Regions from separate parts of the Sus scrofa genome. Here region 2 is linked to region 1. The links are chromatin contacts, called in public HiChIP or PLAC-seq maps. All regions are on one chromosome and are shown on one strand. The core of a region is the stretch at or near the end of the contact, and the rest is flanking DNA. Distances in the headings are between cores, read along the strand shown.

Evidence for each region. HiChIP or PLAC-seq counts read pairs in DNA pulled down with a chosen protein or histone mark.
Region 2: a contact with region 1 is called in an H3K27ac HiChIP or PLAC-seq map of alveolar macrophages. The contact joins the promoter of KIF3C here to the promoter of HADHB in region 1. A contact is called at or near these places in 2 of 2 datasets of contacts at active chromatin or transcription factors (alveolar macrophages and skeletal muscle).

What each region holds. Positions count from the first base shown.
Region 1 is chr3:112,750,763-112,756,033 of Sscrofa11.1, reverse strand. It overlaps HADHB (hydroxyacyl-CoA dehydrogenase/3-ketoacyl-CoA thiolase/enoyl-CoA hydratase (trifunctional protein), beta subunit), which reads left to right and starts at 2,913. Exons shown (of 16, transcript NM_001348972.1): 1 at 2,913-3,041. It overlaps HADHA (hydroxyacyl-CoA dehydrogenase/3-ketoacyl-CoA thiolase/enoyl-CoA hydratase (trifunctional protein), alpha subunit), which reads right to left and starts at 2,691. Exons shown (of 20, transcript NM_213962.2): 1 at 2,570-2,691. The coding sequence starts at 2,636.
Region 2 is chr3:112,960,984-112,966,254 of Sscrofa11.1, reverse strand. KIF3C (kinesin-like protein KIF3C) reads right to left here and starts at 2,831. Exons shown (of 11, transcript XM_021087735.1): 1 at 2,547-2,831. LOC106509872 (a long non-coding RNA gene) reads right to left here. Exons shown (of 4, transcript XR_001307824.2): 4 at 3,493-4,431.

The sequences.
Region 1 (5,271 bases), core at 1,664-4,163:
GAAAATGTTACCTTGGTTGTAACAATCATGTTTTTCTCAATATTTAATCCCAGAGGAAGGGACAGAATTAAGGAAGTGAGAGTCAAATTTATTTAACTCGTTGATTAATTTATTTTTGCTTTTTTTTAGGGCCCCACCCCTTGGCATATGGAAGTTCCCAGGCCAGGGGTCAAATCAGAGCTATAGCTACTGGCCTACACCAGAGCAAGACCAGATCCAAGCTGAGTCTTCAACCTACACCACAGCTCACAGCGACACCACTAACTGATCGAGGCCATTCTTTTTTTTTTTTTTTTTTTTTTTTTTTTTTTTTTTTTTTTTTTTTTGGTCTTTTTGCTATTTCTTTGGGCCGCTTCCGTGGCATGTGGAGGTTCCCAGGCTAGGGGTCTAATCGGAGCTGTAGCCACCGGCCTACGCCAGAGCCACAGCAACGCAGGATCCGAGCCGCGTCTGCAACCTACACCACAGCTCACAGCAACGCCGGATCGTTAACCCACTGAGCAAGGGCAGGGACCGAACCTGCAACCTCATGTTTCCTAGTCGGATTCGTTAACCACTTCGCCACGACGGGAACTCCCAGTGGTAGCATTCTTGAGGACACAGGTTTGATCCCTGGCCTCGCTCAGTGGGTTACGGATCAAGCGTTGCTGTGAGCTGTGGTGTAGTTTGCAGACACGGCTCAGATATGGCATTTCTGTGGCTGTGGTGCAGGCGGGCAGCTACAGCTCTGATTCAGCCCCTAGCCTGGGAATTTCTGGATCCTTAACCCACTGAACGAGGCCAGGGATTGAAACCGAATCCTCATGGATACTAGTGTCCACTGAGTCACAACTGGAACTCCCTGGACTTTTTTCAAAAATCTATAAATTGCTACTAAAAGAGGCAATAACTATAATAAGCCATATTTTCTTTATTGGGGAAAGACCAATGCAAAATATATACACATGTGTATGTATATATACTTCTACACAAAAAAAATATAGAAGAACCAAGCTTGTAACTTTTTACTACACATGTAAAACAAACATTACTTTAAAAATTATCAGATATACATAAATCACAGTTCTTCAGGGCAAAAAAGTGTTAATAATAGCTAATGCTTATTAACATTAATAATAGCACTTACTTCATAGAAAAGCTGTTTTACACTTAAAACAATTCTTTTAAAGCTCAAAAGGTGGTATTATTCCTCATTTCACAAAGGAGAAAACAGAAATATACATTAATTGTCCAAGGTCATCAGGGGTAAGGTCACCAGAGAGGGTAAAAGACAAAGCCAGATTCAAACCCACAAGTCAAACTCCAAATTTAATGCTTTTAACTGAATTACCTTAAGAGCAATGGATGGGAAAGTTCAAAAATATATATTTGATATTTTTAAAATGTTAAATCAAAAATGTGGAAAACAGACAAATCAAACTGTCAGGTAACATGACCAAATGCTAACAGTAGGTATGTGAGTAGTAAGAGAATGGGTGATTCTTTTTCCTTAATCCCTTTCCCCACTCTTAACATTTCACCTTCTTGTAATATTATGAGTGGGAGTCACACACACACACACACACACACACAGAGTCCTGTGGAGCCTAAAAACAGTGGTTGAAATAAGAAAGCAGAAAAGAGTCAATCATTTAATCAATCCCTTACAGTAAAGGGAGATTCCAGGCACTAAAACAGCATACAGTACTACCCTAGTGGTTCAGAAGGAGGAAGGCATATTATAAATGAAATTACTAGTTAAGTAAGCAGAGTTAAATACAACATGCAATAAAAAAAATCACATTTCACCTTAAAGATTTGAGGTGGAAGGAAAATGCTTGATTTTCCACAATCATCCACTTTAATTCTTTCTCTTGCCAGTTTGAAGAGAAAAAGACAATATAGCTAATGAAAGCTACCTGGGTATTGTTAGAAACTAGGGTAGAAATAGTTGTTAAAATTATCTAACATTTTGTTCCTTAAGTATCTTCATGTTTAAAAAAAAAAAAAAGTTTTCTCCTTGCAAGTTGCAGGACCTCCCCTGAGAAAGTCAACGCATTATACTGGGTTCCTACTGGGATTATGGAACTGCAACAGGTGAGTTTCCTATTAAAGTGTGGTAATAGGTACAAAAAAAGGTTTTGAGGGAAAGGGTGTGGAAGTGGCAGTAATTTGAAAGGCTGGTTAATTTCATACAAGAAGGTTTTAAGATACCTCCTTTTACAGGCAAGGTGCTGTGGAGCCACAAAGATGTGACAGACTAGGCTGTCCTAGTCGTCCTGGACCTCTCCATCTAGTAGGGACAGGTTCAAGGCCATCATGAAGGGAAATACGGGGAGACCTGCGGAAGATGCCAGACCCAGTGGATGGAACTCAGAAACGTCAGCGGTTACGGAGTCTGAAATCGCCGCAGGACTTGAGAGAAAATATCAGTCCCTGCGCCAGTAAACAACAAGACACTGGGTCCCACAGCAGCAACCCTCTCCCTCATCCAACGCTGGCTTCCTGAGCCAGGAGATGCAGGCAGCGCTGCGGCGATAAAGTCCAGGTCTCTGGCCAGGACCGTAGGTTGCCCTCAAGCAGGCCTCACCTGGGCAGCGGAGCGTCTGGGAGGCAGTGAAGCGACGGAGGCTGCCTATTGCCCGGGAGGCGACCATCTTGAGCAGGAGAGGACGAAACTGGAAAGTTGCTGGAGCTGGTGGCAGCCAGAGGACTTTTCTTCCCGCCGGCTGCCCCTGGCCAGGCGTCCGACGTACTGCCTGACTGAAACCCCGGTGACGAATTGCCGCTGGCCCCTTAACCTTGCCCTTGGCTTCCGGCTAACGGGACGAAAAGGACACTTTCTCCGCCGGAAGGAAGAAGACCCTGGGAGGAGGGGGCAGAGTTACATTTTTTTCAGTCAGGCAGCCGGAGGGCAGCCCGGGAGGCCGGCGTGGCTCGCGGAGCCAGCGGGCCGGGTGAGGGGTCCTTCCTAGGCAGGACCTGTCTTTTGGTCCCCGACGGGTCCTGTCACTTGAGTCCGAAGCTTTCCCGAAGCAGGTGCCTGAGCGACGCGAACTAAGGTGAGAAGGAGCGTGCGCTCGGCTCTCCGCCTGGCCTTGCCCCCCGGCTCCGTCCGCGCTTCCTTTCCCACCTTCTACCCCAGGGCCCGCGGCCGCCTCCTCCATGGGGGAGTGGAGTTCGAGGGGACGGAAGGAAGCGTCTCAGTGGAGTCTCCCGTACCGGTGCAGTTTCGTCAGTAATTTGGCTTCGCGTTGTCGTAGCTCTGAGCAGCGGTGTCCCCTGGCTCGTTTAATTTGTCATCACAAGTTAACAAACTGTTGATTTGTGTGCGTGTTAGTTTAAAACGCTGGCCCGTGTTCCACTGTTGTTTCATGCGCTTTGCCTGTAGTCAGGTCGACTACAGAGATTCGGCTGGAGCCAGAGGATACCTCTTTTATGCTGCTGGGAGTGGGACTCTGTCTCATGGCTTTTGGGGACTCAAGTTGGGAGGAGCTGAGACATTGCCGTGCCCTGCTCTGAGATCCAGTGCTCAAGATTATTTTCTCATCCAGAAGGGACCTGAAGATCATCTAGTCATTTATCCCCTTCACTCTATCGGTGAAGCCCATGAATCAGAGTGGCTACAGTTGGTAGAAATAGGACTAGAGCCTACATTTACTAACTTCTAGTCAAGAACTCTGCAGTGCATGATTGCTGTTTTTGTGCTGGAAAAATAGTCTGGAGTCCTGGAATCCGGCGATTGATTCCAAAAAAGGGGACCTCGTAGGCCCTTTCGCTGCCATCTCATTGAATCTTCATATCCCAAAATTGTAGTTTGCATTTTGTAAGTGGAGTTTAGGGGCTCAGAGATTATGTCAACTTTCTGGTAGCTGGCAAAGCCAAGAATGAGACATAAATTTGAGTCTCACCGCTCACCAGATTGACTGTTCAAGAGGCAGAGAAGAGGCCGGGGGAAATGGCAAGGAAGTTGAGACTGAAATGAGGAGTATGGAAAGAAAGAAGAAAAGGTTTCTGTTTAAAGCTCAAGTCATATAGTGAGTCCTCCATCACTGTGATCATGTTAAGCAGAAACTGGATGACCAGTGATCTCTTAATTAGTAAAAGGAATTCTTGATGACCTCCCAAAGCCCTCCAACTCATAAGGCTTTTACAGTTCAAAGCTGCCTCCTCCCTCATAATGCTCTTGCGGCCTCTAATTTAGTGTAGCATTTATTGTTTAGATCAGCAGTGGCAAACTTTTTTCTGTAAAGGGCCAGAGAGTAAATAGTTTAGGCTTTACAATCCACATCCATCTCTGTCATATATTCTTTCATTTGTTTTGCTCGCCAACTCTTTAAAATTGTAGAAACGGTTATTAGCTAGAGGCCCTGGGGTTGTAGTTTGCCAGCGCCTGATTTAGATCACTCTTTTGGCTCTTGAATTTTGGTTCCCTGTATTCTCAACAAGAGCCTAAGCTCCATCAAGGGCAGAAACAGCTCCTTCTCACTGTGGTTTACAGAAAGAGGAACTCAGTGTGTTTATACCATCGCCCACTAATGTTAATAGCAAACGCGTGTATAACCCGTACTGTGCATCAGGCACTGTACCGAGTGCTTTATGTATTTATTGATTTAGTTATTCTTCATGACAACCCTATGAGTTGTAGGCACTTTAATTATCTACAGTTTATAGGTGTATCTTACCGATGAATTATCTACATTTTACTCTTAAAACCGAGAAAGAAAATGGCCTTTGGAGGTCATCAAGAATCCTTTTTGCAAGTTGAGTTACTTGTTTAAGGTCATAACAACTAGGGTAGAGCCAGGATTTGGATTAGATGGTCTGCCTTTAGTGTGTGTGCTCTTAAGGACATGGTAGATTGTGTCTTAATGAGCTGTTAGAGCCAGTCCATCTTGCTTTCATTACTTGTTTACCTCATGGATCTTTCCATAGTTTCACAACCTACTCAAGCCTGGCATGCTCTCCAAATACTTGAGTCAAAATATATTTCCTAAAGCTTAAAGCAAATGGCAGTAACTAAGTCAACTCTCCCGCAGGCTATTTTGCTTAGTTCTTTCTTTTGAAACCTCGCTCTACTTTTTATTAATTATTGAGGGAATATATATTCTATTTAATTTTTTTCAAAAACTTCAGATAAATCTAAAGAAAATAAATACACCAATAACTCCACCACCCAGAGCTAACTGCTATTAACATTTGCTGTGTATTTTTCTGGACATTTTTTAGGCATTTGTATACTTTTACCTGTAAGATATTACATGCAAATTTTCCTAAAGCTAGATTTATACC
Region 2 (5,271 bases), core at 1,582-4,081, 210 kb before region 1:
ATCTGCGACCTACACCACAGCTCACAGCAATGCTGGATCCTTAATCCACTGAGCGAGGCCAGGGATCGAACCCACGTCCTCATGGACATAGTTGGATTCGTTACTGCTCAGCCACTATGGGAACTCCTAAGTTATTTTTTATTGTTTCAGGTCGAACCATATGAAATCACCATTAGGTTTAATTATTAGGTTAAAATGGTTGAATATTGCCAATTTCACATAGTTCAGTGGAATAAAATACATACTCGGAAAGTCGCATTACATAAATATACCACTTAAAGAATTAGCCTAGGAAGTTCCTGTTGTGGCTTAGCAGTAACAAATAGTGTCCAAGAGGATGAGAGTTCCATCCCTGGCCTCACTCAGTGGGTTAAAGATCTGGCCTAGAGCTGTGGTATAGGTGGAAGAAGCAGATCAGATTCCATGCTGCTGTGGCTGTGACTGTGGCTGGCAGCTACAGTTCCAGTTCAGCCCATAGCCTGGGAACTTCAATATGCTTCAGTCTTGGCCCTAAAAAAAAAAAAAAAAAAAAAAAAAAAAGGCAATAACAACAAAAAGAATTAGCCTAAAACCACATCTGAGTACCCGCCACCCAAGGTCAAAAATAGAATATTTCCAGCATCCCAGAGACTCTGCAGGACCCTCTGTGGTCACAATCCCTTCCTTCCTCTCTAAGGGAACCTCTCTCCTGGCTTTCATGGTAATCACTTGTTTCTTTTACCATCTAAAGATTATTATTTTATTTTGTCCATTTTTGAGCTTTTCACAAACTCATACAGTGTGTATTTTTTCGTGTCTGACTTTTTTCCGGTCTCTTTTATCTGAGAGAGCCATCCAAAATACTGTGTCAGGCTGTTGTTCATCCATTACTACAGTGTAATATGTCACTGTGTGAATGTACCACCTGTCATTTTTTCTTGATGGACGTGTGGGTTGTATCCAGTTTGGGGGTTTTTTTTGTTTTTTTGTTTTTTTTTTTTTGTCTTTTTAGGGCTGTACCCACAGCATAAGGAGGTTCCTAGGCTAGGGGTCGTTATCTGAGCTATAGCTGCTGGCCTACACCACAGCCACAGCAACTCAGGATCCAAGCCATGTCTGCAACCTACACCACAGCTCACAGCAACGCAGGATCCTTAATCCACTGACAGAGGCCAGGGATGGAACTCGCATCCTCATGGATACTAGTTGCGTTTGTTACTGCTGAGCCACAATGGGAACTCCAGTTTGGGGTTTTTATAAGGTATGTCACTATGAACATTCTTGTTCATACCGCCTATGCCCACTAGCCACATTTCCGTTGCCCATATACCCGGGGGTGTGATTGCCAGGTCATAGGGAATGCAAATTTTCAACATCAGTTAAAAATGTCTAAGAGTGTTCCAAAGTGGGAATAACAAGATGCACTGCCAGCAGTGTATGACAGTTCCAGGACCAGCTCAGGTCAGAACAAACACTTAATATTGGCATTCTTACTTTTAGATATTTGGTATCTCATTATAAGATTTTTTGCTTTTGTTTTTGCGACATCCGTGGCATGTAGAAGTTCCCAGGCCGGGGATCGAACCCTTGACCCAAGCCGCTGGAGTAACAACACCGGATCCTTAACCTGTTGTGCAACAAGCGAACTCCTCACCGAGGTTTTAACTTGGACTTTCCTGACAACAAATACAATTGAGCAACTTTTACGTTAGGACACGACCTTTCTGCGTCTTCTTTTGTGAATTGCCCCTTCAAGTCTCTTGGTCACTTTTCTACTGCATTGCCTGTCTTTTCCTTGCTGCTTTTTAAGAGTTTTTTTTTTTTAGTTCTTTTGTATTTTGGCTTTGAGCCTTTTGCTGCTTATATGCGATGCAAGCATTTTCACTGTGGTTTGACATTTCATTCTGCTCGTGGTACCTTTTCATAACCCAATTCCTTAATGGTCCTATAGACACATTTATCCGTCTTTTTCTGTGACTAGCACTTGTTATGTTTTGCTTAAAAATCTTTCTTCTACCCCAAGGTCATAAAGACACTCTATATTACTTTCTAGAAGCTATATTGTTGTGAACAGGTACTTACATTTATGATTTATTTATTTATATTTTTTTAATTTTTAATTTTTTTGGTCTTTTTGCCATTTCTTGGGCCGCTCCAGCGGCATATGGAGGTTCCCAGGCTAGGGGTCGAATCGGAGCTGTAGCCTCCGGCCTATGCCAGAGCCACAGCAACGCGGGATCCGAGCCGCGTCTGCAACCTACACCACAGCTCACAGCAAAGCTGGATCCTTAACCCACCGAGCAAGGGCAGGGACCGAACCCGCAACCTCATGGTTCCTAGTCGGATTCGTTAACCACTGCACCACGACGGGAACTCCTATGATTTATTTTCTATCACACCCCCTATTGCACAGTTAGGCTGTCTCTGTTTTTTGTTTTTTGGGGTTTTTTTTTAACTATTATAAATGTCATGGGAACAATTCCCATCACTCTTCTCAGCCTCATTCAGCCCCTCTGGGACTCAGGGAAGGGAAGTGGAGGTCGTGGTGGGACCGAGGTATTGCTGACCTGGCGTGCTCTCACTGCCGCCTTGCTCTCTCTTCAACTCCAGATCGTCTCTGCCGCCCCGGGCCTTCTCTCTGGAATGCTTGTCATCATTATGGATGGACGAGAGTGGAGGTTCCTACAGCAGAAATTCAGGAGACCTGAGTTGAAGCCAAACTCGGGCCACCGAGGCTTTGACCTTGACAGCAAACGCGCCCCAATCTCTCGGCCTTGTCTGGCTCGTGTGTGGAGTGGGGCGCAGCGGCCCACATCTCCAGACAGCCGGTCTGGTGCCCTTTCCCCTGACTCCACCACCACCAATCAGCAGTCAGACCCAGGGCCTGGCTTGTGCATCCTGGAATGTTGCAGAGGCGGTTTCCTGGTGTGATTCACTAACTGCAAGTCTGACCGGAGACCGACTTAGAGGAGGGGGAGGCGGGTGTCCTCAGCCTGGAGGCTTCCTCAGAGCCTCCCAGCCCCCAGAGATCTGGACTTTCGGAGTTCATTTCGTCTCTTAACTGGGCGCCCCCCACCCCCACCCCCGGCCTGCGCCCCCGCCCCCTCCTTGAGAGGGTGCTCGCCCCGCCCATCCGCTGCGCTGTTCTTTTCCCATGGGCTGCTGTCCCTGCAGCTGTGAGCAGCTCCAGGTCAGGGAGCAGGCCTGTGTTTCTGTGCTTGCGCTGCCCCAGCGGCTGGATGGCGTGGAGGGAGCCATCCCATGTCATCTGAGCAGCGCAAGGCACTGGCACACTTTGTAGCCAGACTCAGCCCTGGAGGCCCAGCTCTGGCCTGACTCTTGGCTGACCACTGTCACAGAGGAGGGACAAAGGAACCTGGGCAACCTCCTGTGGGCCTGGGTGCGTAGATTTTCCAAACCCAAGCTTCTCTCGCTGTCAAAAGCTCAAGTGTACCCTGAAATAGCGCCACCCAGAGCCCATGCTAACTCCCATGAGGAAGTTAATCCCCTAAGAAGACCCTGCCTGTACCCTCTGAGAGGTTTAGAATCTAAAAGAACAACAGCTGGTACATGCTGGGGGCAGAGCGGCTCCAGCAGCTGGGAGCAGGCCCCAGGCTGCAGTCAGGAAACCTGAGCTCAGGCCTGGCTCTGCCACCACGCGCCCCGTGATACTGGGCCTTCTGGTGACTTCACCCTTCGGAGCCTGTGTCCTTATATGCCCAGCAAGGGGTAGCCCTGCCTGGCCACTGCACCGAGATGTGGCACCACAAATAACAATATACATGTAAAAGTGCTTTGAAAGGCATCAAGTGTTATAATGACATAAAGGATTATTAGAAAGAAAAGCACTGAGAGATGAAGGAGGCGGGCTTCTGACACTTCTCAAGGTAGTTTACTCAGTAGTAGGAGCAATCCCTTACTTGTTCAGCACTGGATAATTCACAAAGGTTTCTAGGCTCTTTATCTCACCTGAGCCTCCCAGTAAGGCAGGCAGGACAGGGCGCATTCTCCCCATTCACTGCCCAGGCCAAGAACAGGAGGCTTAGACGGTCATTTTCCCATGGTCCTAGAGTCACAGACCGGGGACCAAACCCCGCTTCGTGCAGTGCTCTATGCTCCTTACGAAGAGCCCATTATGGTACCCCCCACCCCCTCCCCCTGATTCAGTTGCTGCAACCCCATGGGGCAATTTCCCACAGGGCTGTGTGAACACATCCTAGCAGGCCCCAGAAACCTCCTATAACTGGAAGGGGTGGGGAGAGACGGGGAGAGGTGTGAAGGGGGGAGTGATTATCCAACGAGCAATGGGAAGTTATTCAAAGGTTTTACGTTCAGGGCTGGGCTTTTAAAAAACAATGCTTTCTTCTCCACCTCCTCCTTCTACTCCTCTTCTCTTTCCCCCATCTTCTTCCTCCTTTTCTTCTATATTGTTCATTTACTTTATATAATTCCCTAGGAAGAGAAAGAAAGGAAAATTCTGAGCCCTTCCATCACCTGGGCCCTTGGGTGGTCAGCCAGCTGGAGCCCTGACGGGCTGGCTCCTTGGATTTATAGGATGCCGGCATCTGGCCCAGAACTCAGGGTCTGGCTCAGAGACTCCCTGCTTCACGGGACAGTTCTGGGAGCTTCATGCTCCAGGAGGAAGGCCAGGATTCAGCGAAGGAGTATGATGTAGCGGTCTTGTGCCCAGGCTGCTGGCCTCCCCAAAGGCTGCAACCGGTCCCCTGGTCCCTCCCTGGCCCTCTGGGAAGGGCCTTGCCTCGAGAACTGCCTGAAGTCGCCAGAACCTGAGATTCTGGCAGCGTGCCCTTCTCTGCTGGGTGCCTGCCATTCCGAGTTACACACTCCCCAGGCCACTAGCAAATGGCCAGGTGACTGATGTGTACATCCTGGGGTGCCCCTCCAGGCTGTCTGGCCCCCTTCCTCCCCAGCTTCCTTAGGCTACTGACCTAACTTCCTTCCCATTTGTCTGTGTTGCATGTAGATCGCATGCCTGGCAGCTGAGTCCCTAGTCAGAGGCTTTGGGGAAGATGTGAACAGAAAGAGCAAGTACGTGTGCACATGAGTGTGTGGCATCTTAAGAGGAATAAATAGACAGTGTCTCTGTAGGGAAGTTCTGCCTAGTGGATCTTGTTCAATATCATATCCTCGGCCCCAGACAAAAAGTTGGTGCTTAACAAATATTCTTTGAATGAATGAACAATGAATGACCGAAACAAGATTAGAGCTGGGAGTATCTGTTGCCTAGATATGGTGACCAGAAAGTCCTTGGAGACCTTGCAGCGTGCTTCT